2 separate regions of the Zea mays genome follow, and region 2 is linked to region 1. The links are chromatin contacts, called in public Hi-C maps. All regions are on one chromosome and are shown on one strand. Each heading gives the region's core, a stretch centred on a gene start, on an enhancer-like site or on the middle of the called end of the contact. The rest is flanking DNA. Distances are from core to core; before and after follow the strand shown. Region 1 holds the start of LOC100277126. Region 2 holds the start of LOC100276200.

Evidence for each region. A called contact is a pair of places that touch in the nucleus more often than the background predicts.
Region 2: a Hi-C map of leaf mesophyll shows a contact between it and region 1, with 4 times the contacts expected there. The contact joins the promoter of LOC100276200 here to the promoter of LOC100277126 in region 1. A contact is called at or near these places in 8 of 25 Hi-C or Micro-C datasets (bundle sheath, ear, endosperm and 3 more).

What each region holds. Positions count from the first base shown.
Region 1 is chr4:179,128,148-179,132,301 of Zm-B73-REFERENCE-NAM-5.0, forward strand. It overlaps LOC100277126, which reads left to right and starts at 1,763. Exons shown (of 1, transcript NM_001150783.2): 1 at 1,763-2,980. The coding sequence starts at 2,059. The coding sequence ends at 2,862. LOC100381621 reads right to left here. Exons shown (of 7, transcript NM_001174438.2): 7 at 3,627-3,915. The coding sequence ends at 3,868.
Region 2 is chr4:179,670,840-179,674,993 of Zm-B73-REFERENCE-NAM-5.0, forward strand. LOC100276200 reads left to right here and starts at 2,182. Exons shown (of 4, transcript NM_001150045.2): 1 at 2,182-2,407; 2 at 2,480-2,575; 3 at 2,775-2,940; 4 at 3,716-4,135. The coding sequence starts at 2,264. The coding sequence ends at 3,780.

The DNA of each region.
Region 1 (4,154 bases), core at 513-3,012:
GGGAGTAATTACAATTCATAGTTGCATTCTTTTATGAATATGAGTATATCATTAAGACCAAAGAGGGACCATGGTCACCCATTAAGGCTTATTCAATTTTATTACTAAGGGCTCGTTTGGCAGAGCTCTGCTCTATGATTCTCTAACTCCGAGAGCCGATTCTCTAATAGAGTGATTTCGAGTGATTCTTTAGCAAAAGTGAATCTGTTTGACAAAAATCGTTTGTCAAATAGGCTATGAAGTGATTTCTGAGAGGTTAGAGAGTGAAGAGCGGGCTAGGAACAATGGGAAGTAGTTTTTTTTCTCCTACTTTATAGTACAAAATAGAGACTATTCAATGCACCCCCCACTATAAAATAGTTTAGATTTTTACCGTTTAGCTCTACGTGAGTTATTCTTCTCGCAGGAAGTAGAGTTACAGGGACTTTGTCAAACGCCCCTAAGACTTTTAATCGAACAGGCCTGGATTTGGATTGTTACATAATAGTAGTAGTGCTTGTTGAGCAGTAAATGTTCAAAATCAACGTGGATTAGCACCAATATCCCTCGTCCCTCCTCACGGTCCAGAAAATAGCACACAAGCACATCTGTAATGGTACAGTATAACCTTCTAGTATTTACTAGCCAGTAGCCCGTGCTTTGCTACAGTTATTATATATCATATAAATAGATATTGAGATATTTATTCAAATATAATTATTGTTAGTTTCTAAACATTAAGGTATTTGTGATCTGGTGGTTAGCCCCACAATTCTAGAGCAGGGTGTGAGTTTCAGTGCTCGCTCTGCACTATTTTTTTATGCGGTGTGGTAGGTGGACTCAGAGTGTCAACACGGAGGGTGAAACTGTGGTAGCATCATGTTCTCACATTAGGTTATAAATGAGATTATATTATCTCTCATTTAATTCTTCAATAGATTATAAAAATAATACTCTCTCCGTTCATAAGTATACTTTAAAAAGCTTTCAGCACTCATTTTATATAAAATATTTATTTGGAAATTTCAAAATTTATTACGCTCAAACAATCTTTAAATGATAAAACAATTAAAAATAGTAAGTAATAACTAATGATTTCTTTTTAATAAAACGAGTGATTAAAGTTTTGAAAAAGATAATGACATTATATATTTTATGACAAGTGGTTTATGTTTTGTACGCCAAAGGTGGAAAAATATAAAAAAACTCTATCCTTACAATAGCAAGAGGATTTTGATCCCTCTAATCGTCTATGCTATTTTTGCTTCTAAACATACTTTTACCCTGTGCAATTGGGATTAGTTTGGTAACCATATTTTTAAAGAATTCCTATATTTTCAAGAAAAAAAACTTCCCCATCATCGTTCTCTAAAAACTTCTTCATCCTTATTCTCTAATAGAAAAATTTCCCACAGAGAATCGGAGATCGAGGCCATTGGCATCTTTAGATATGAGGACACCAGCGACATTGGTACAATATCTGGCTAAAGAGCATCGCGAAAAAATATAATCCATTATATAATAAGGCACGAGAGGAACACCCAATAATAAAATAATAAAGATCAGTCATTATTTTTTGGCCTATCTAATCTCCTCTTACATGTTTGCTCCCAAACATACCTTTAGCGTTAATTTGGGAGCTAGAAAATATGAGGGAATTGGGAAGGCTATAATCTTCTTCTTATTTAATTTTAAATAAGAAGGAAATTTTAGCCATCCAATCCTCTCCGATTCTGTGGCTTCTAAACTAGGCTTATGGCTTTATCCTGCAAAGTTGGGGTGTATACGGACACAGGATATTTGGTCGCTGGAGACAGACACACGACACGACACAGACATGCGTCGAGGTCACGAGGTCCAGAGCAGTAGGAAAGTAGTTTTCTCGAGGCCACGAGGTCCCCTGTACCTGTAGCTGTAGCATGGGCGGTACAGCAGCACCAATGCAAGCTGCAAGGCGATCGAATGATACTACCCCACCGGCGTCGGACATGCAGGTACGGTAGCGTTCTGTTTTTGTTTATAAATAAAAAAAAACTGCTCCGCGCTTTGCACACGGCCGATCCAGGCAGCAGCAGCAGCATGTTCCCACAGGCAGATGCGCATCCAGCCCACGAGCCTCTCGCCGGCCGGGTGGCCATCGTGACAGGAGGCGCCGGGGGCATCGGCTCGGCGGTGGCCGCGCACCTGGCGTCCCTGGGCGCCCGCGTCGTGGTCGGCTTCATCGGCGACCCGGCCCCCGCGGACCAGCTCGTGGCGGCCCTCAACAACTCCTCGCCGGCAGGCAACAGCGACCCGCGCGCCGTGGCGGTGGCAGCGGACGTGTCGGACCCGGCGCAGGTGGCGCGGCTGTTCGACGCGGCGGAGGCGGCGTTCGGGCCGGAGCTGCACGTGCTGGTGGCCGCGGCGGGGGTGCAGGACGCGACGTACCCGCGGATCGCGGACACGTCGCCCGAGCAGTGGGACCTCGCGTTCGGCGTGAACACGCGCGGCACGTTCCTGTGCTGCCGGGAGGCGGCGCGGCGGCTGGCGCGCGGCGGCGCGGGCCGCATCGTCACCCTCTCGTCCTCCAACGTGGGGTCGCTGCGGCCCGGGTACGGCGCGTACGTGGCCAGCAAGGCGGCCGTGGAGGCCATGACAAAGGTGCTGGCCAAGGAGCTCGGAGGGATGGGGATCACGGCCAACGCCGTGGCGCCGGGCCCCGTGGCCACGCCCATGTTCTACGCGGGCAAATCGGAGGAGCGCGTGGCCGCCGCCGCGCGCGAGTGCCCCATGGGGAGGCTCGCCGAGCCAGCGGACGTGGCGCCCGTGGTGGGGTTCCTGTGCACCGACGCCGCCGGCTGGATCAACGGGCAGGTCATCCGAGTCAACGGCGGCTACGTGTGAGTGTACTGTGATGAGAGGGAGGAGGCATAGCTAGCTAGCTTAGCTTGGAGTGTCAGCGTGTCACCAACCGACAATTACACGTGCTCCTTCCCTTAATAATAATAATAATAATAATAATAATAATAATAATAATAATAATAATAATAATAATAATAATAATAAGGTCTGAGAAAAAAAAAACTTGTACGTGCATTTCCATTTGACCATTTCATTGTGTGATTGAGCCAGGTAGAGGGAAAAAGGACAGATGAGATCCCTCAAAGTAGAGCTCCTGACAGAATGGTGACTGCACCAAAGGGTACGATCAATACAGTAAAATACATAGCCGAAGCTAAAAGATGACCGAGAATTAATAGGAGCTTCCCATCAGCCTAAACAGTTCACAATGGTGTCCTGAGGCCTAAACCAGCCAGTCTCATTCTACCGCATAAAATATAACATAAATGGTAATGGTTCACTCTCTGAGTACCGGCGGTAACAAATTTGAATAGGTCAGTATTGGATGACTGTTGTCTACTCTGAAGTGTCGGTTAGAAGATTCTGGTCGCCCCCTTTGCTTAGATTTGAAACCAGCAATGATAGTGAGTAACCTGTTAACTGGAGCCTCTAGTTCTAAGGAGATGGCGGATCTAAGAAAGATACATCTAAAGGCATTACACTTAAGGACACATAACTGCTAAGGTTTACAGCTTACAACAAAGCTTTCAGTTTTTGGGCGCATTGCATTGGTCTAGGATGCAATAAAAGACCACACTGGCACCTTTGTCATGGAAATCCATGATTTCGTGTTGCTTCCCTTCTCTTCCATGTAAGTTGTTCGAACACAAAAGAACATGGGGGAGTAGAAATGCAAAGAAATATGGGCTACCTACTAAGTACAAAAAAAGGAGAGAGAAAAAAAACGGCATCAAAGATACACATATGCACCGCACAGTCACTGAAACTAATGAATGGTGTTTACCTCTAATCTTCCTAGTCAGAAATACATACAGGACCTTAACCTGCTCACTCTGTCTGTTGTATGAGCTGTGTCCTTAGGCTGGACTCCTGGACCTGTTTAGAGGAGGATGACTGTTAATTTAAACCGAGCATCAGACCCATATTGTTTCTTTTTTTTTTGTACTCAAAACATCTATTGTGATTGCAGCTTGACGCATCGAACTCATTTTGTAGTAGGGCTGCGGTTTCGGAATTGGTCATACAAAAAAGCAAACATGCAAGTTATAGCCAGATGAAAGAAAAACAATCATCTACGATACATTTGAACATGGTAGCGAAATAGTAGACAGATG
Region 2 (4,154 bases), core at 932-3,431, 540 kb after region 1:
AAAGAGGTGTTTAACAGAGCTTTTGGATGGGCGCCAATCAACAGACGTATTATGTAAATAAGTTGCTGGGGGTGTCAGACTATTTTGAACAACATGCTGATGTTTCACCTCTTTTCCTCTTTCTATCTTTAACTGGTATAGGATGCTAAACTGTTGGCTCCTGGTCTTGTTAGGCATGGTCCAGCCGTGTGTGGCTGTTGGGCAATGTATTTCCTTTTCCTTTCTTGTTCTGGAGGAAGATAGATTAGGAGTTTGTTGCTCCCGCCATGCGATGGTCATGTAATTACTGAGATGTTTCGACAGTTCTGTTTATGTTCCTGTTTCATAATAAAATGGGGGAAACCCCTTTTGGAAAAAAGTGGTATCCAAATTTACATCGGGTATTATGATACTCGTAAATTCGGGTACTCGACAATTCAGGTTCAGGTACCGGGTACTGTTGAAGTACCCAAATTGATTTTATCCACGTTAACTGCATATTTAAAATGGAAGAATATATAATTCTATATGTATTTGTAGCGGTGCTACCCAAATTTTTTTTAGAAAAGGGAATATTTATTAATATTCCAACTTCTGTATCGGTTGATACATGCGGCTGTTTAAACTAACAAACATTGGGTTCCACTCGGGACCGGAAATCTCACATTCAACAAAGGTTTCATAAATTTAAGGGTTCGATCTATGTCAAAAAATCCATCCATTATTCGAAAAAGATTTCTATCATTATCGTCTCAAGCACCCGACAACCTCATTTTACTTGAGGTATGTCCTCCTCCTTATGCAACAGTGTCAAGAACCTTGTTCAATATGTTCCTTTGACCTGCAAATGAGTGGAATCTTGTGCATTATCAAAAACAACATCATTGCGACTTAACCATGTAGCCCAGTAGAGAGCACATGTTCCACCCCAAATAAAGCTCTTACGCCTAGAGCTTAAATCTTGTAACCAAGTGCCAAAACATATGTTAGATGCTTGATGGTGGTGCGATGTTAAATGAAATTTTCACCCCTCTTCATACACATCTAGCCATATGGCACTCAAAGAAAAGGTGTTGAATAGATTCATCTAAGTTGCATCCACAACATTTAACACTTTCATACCACTATTTTTTGCTAAATTATCCTTTGTTAGGGCTATGCCCTTAACTAAGTGCCACATAAAAAATTTTAATCTTCAAAGGAATCTTTAAATCCCAGATTGGGTGATTTATCGAAACAATGTTCGGAGCGACCAAAGTCCTATGCATAGAGCTGACTATAAACTGATCTTGTTGGAGCAGATCCCCCACAAAAACGTCTCTTTGATCATTTAAACTAATAGTAACTACTCTAGCTATTAACTGATTCAAAACAGTTAGATTATTTTCATCAGTTAAACTAGTAGTAAATACTAAAAGCCACAATAAGCTGATCAGATCGTAGGACATTAGCTAGGCTGCAGATAAATGGATATCATCCAAAGAGATTGAGCATTGGTTGGCTTTCACATGACTCAATGTGCGCCTGATTACCTGACGGAAGGATGGAAAATGGTCTTTACGTCTTCAAGTCGTTCACATGCACTGCTGCTATTACCGGCTGCACACTTGCACTTTCTTCAGCATTTGCACGCACTCACAGGTAGGTAGATAGGCAGATAGAGACATCGGCATGCACACGGACACAGTCGACACAGGCAGCAGTGCAGCACCGATTGCAGAATTCTAGTGTTGCCTGGAGTTCGGGTTATCTGGGACCGAAGGTGGTATCCGAATTAACCAAAATGATTTTGGGTTTCATAAGTTGTGACCTGAAATTTCTAAATAAAATTTAGATTTTGGATAATATGGGGTTCGGGTATTTCGGGTTTAGGATTTTTTTTTTTTTTTGCCCAGAGCTACTTTGAAGCAAACAATCAGTTTTTTTCTATGGCGTTTTGTGAGAAAACAGTGAATTTGCATGGGAATACGCTACAATCCGTGTACCCTGCAGCGGAACGCCGCAGCCACCCAGTGGAAACTGGACCAGTTGGACTGTTGGAGACTTGGAGTAGGTCTGAGAGGTGGGCCCACGCATCGTGTCGAAACTCGAAAGCCACCAAAGCGGCAATTCGTTCCAGTTCGCAAAAATTTCAAAAACCAGAGCGGCACGAGCAGGTGCGGGTACCTGCCTTCTATGCTTCTAGCCCACACGGCAACACCTGCACACACAGAGAAAGATAAAAAATAGGAGCAAACATCGCATCCTGATCCTCCGCCAGGACCGCCACCAAAGCTACGTCAGGATGGCGGCGGATCCGAGCAGGCGGCGGCCGGAGTACCATCCGGCGGTGAACGACGTCCTGTTGACGCTCACCAACGCCAGAGGCACCCTCGCCGACGTGCAGCGCCGACTCGACCTTGAGTTCCGCGCCGCCTACCCTGACCATGTCAGTATTCTCGTCGCCCTCATCCCTAACCGCTCCTTTCGTCGCTGACGGGATCGGCGGCGGCGGTTGCAGGCGAATCCGGCGAAGCTGGTGGCGCGGGTGAAGCGGTTGGAGGAAGAGGCGGCCGCGCTCAAGGAGATGTGCCGCGACCTCCTCACCCAGAAGCAGGTATCCTCTTCCCCCCTATGTTTTCACCAATCCGCGCCTTACCTGCTGCCGATGCTGACAACCGTGCTATTTTTTTTATTTAAGAATGAGTTTAATTGATTTTGGCTCGACATTTCGTTTTTATTTCCGTGTTCGATAATTTTTTATACACGCGGGATAATTAACGATTTGCCATGGTTAATTATCCCTCTACCCGCAGGAGCTGATCGACCAGATCCGCGTGAGCTTGATGGCGCAGCGTGGCATGACGCAGCGGCTGCTCGCTGCGTCCGGGCTGCCCCCCTTGTCCGACGCCGACGAGACCGTCCACAACAGCCTCAACGAGGTGATCCAAGACTGGACTGCTCAAGTCAGTCCCATCACAAGTAGGCAATCCACCTCCCTTTTACGATCGGATAGTTGCTAGTGAATTGGGGATTCATGCAGGACTGGGAACCGGTTAGAGGCGACAATGGAGAATTTACCGCTGGATTTGGGCATCCATACCCATTCCCATGAAGCTATAGACATCCCCGTCCCCGTATTCATACCCATTATGGATATAAAATTCATCTCATATCCATCTATATTCAGTTATTGGGTCCCCAATGGGTCCTTAACAAAAATAAAAGCATTATCACATTATATTTTATATGACCCAACAACAATAAGTCACCAATAAATCTAATATGTAATAAGAAAATACATTGTTTACCATATAAAACAACAAAACACAAAGTGACACATGGGCTGATGTGGTGGGTGGTCGTAGGTTGAGTGAAAGGGTTGTAAGAGGTTGTGTTAGTTGTTGTGTTTATTGTCTATTAGATTAGACCACACATCTAATTTTACTGGATGAATATTACTCATGTAATCAAGTTTGGATGATTGCTTCCCAAACTCACTATCCAATGGGTGAAGATTTTGTCCTATATATATATGGAGACATTTTTTATTCCATGCTCTAACTCTAAGGGTTAGTTTGGTAACCTTATTTTCTCATGTTATTTCCATTTTTCCAAGGAAATTTAGTTTATTTTCCCTTAGAAAAACAGAAATCTATTGAGAAAATGGAGTTTCCAAACTAGCCCTAATGGAGGAATTTCTGGGTACGAGTCTCTTGACATCTCTAGGTGCTGACTCAATTTGTCACGCTCGCAGGGGAGATCGAGGACCTGGACAAGAAGAAAAATGCCAACCAGATGCTCTTCTCAGCGATCATTTAGAGAGAACAGCTTCGACGCTCGGCTATTGAGGGACTCTTGGACACTGGCTGAACAATTCCAATGTAGCTGCGCTCTTTTCAGGCGCGCGGAGATGCAATGCAACCTGCCAGACATATATGTCTACCATTTGCATAATATCAAAACTTGAAGAATGGTACAGATATCTTATTTCATAAAAAAACGTGTCGTGAGTGTAATTACATTAGTAGTCCTTTTTGTGTATTTGAGAAAAAGAGAGTAGCTACCATAGGAATTTGTCAATTGGATCTTTTTAACGATCACGTTTAATAGAGTGAGTAGCTTTCACGGGTTGTAATGCTATCTTCTGTTGGAAATTTATCTGTTTTTAACCTTTTATTAACATTGTGCTTTCT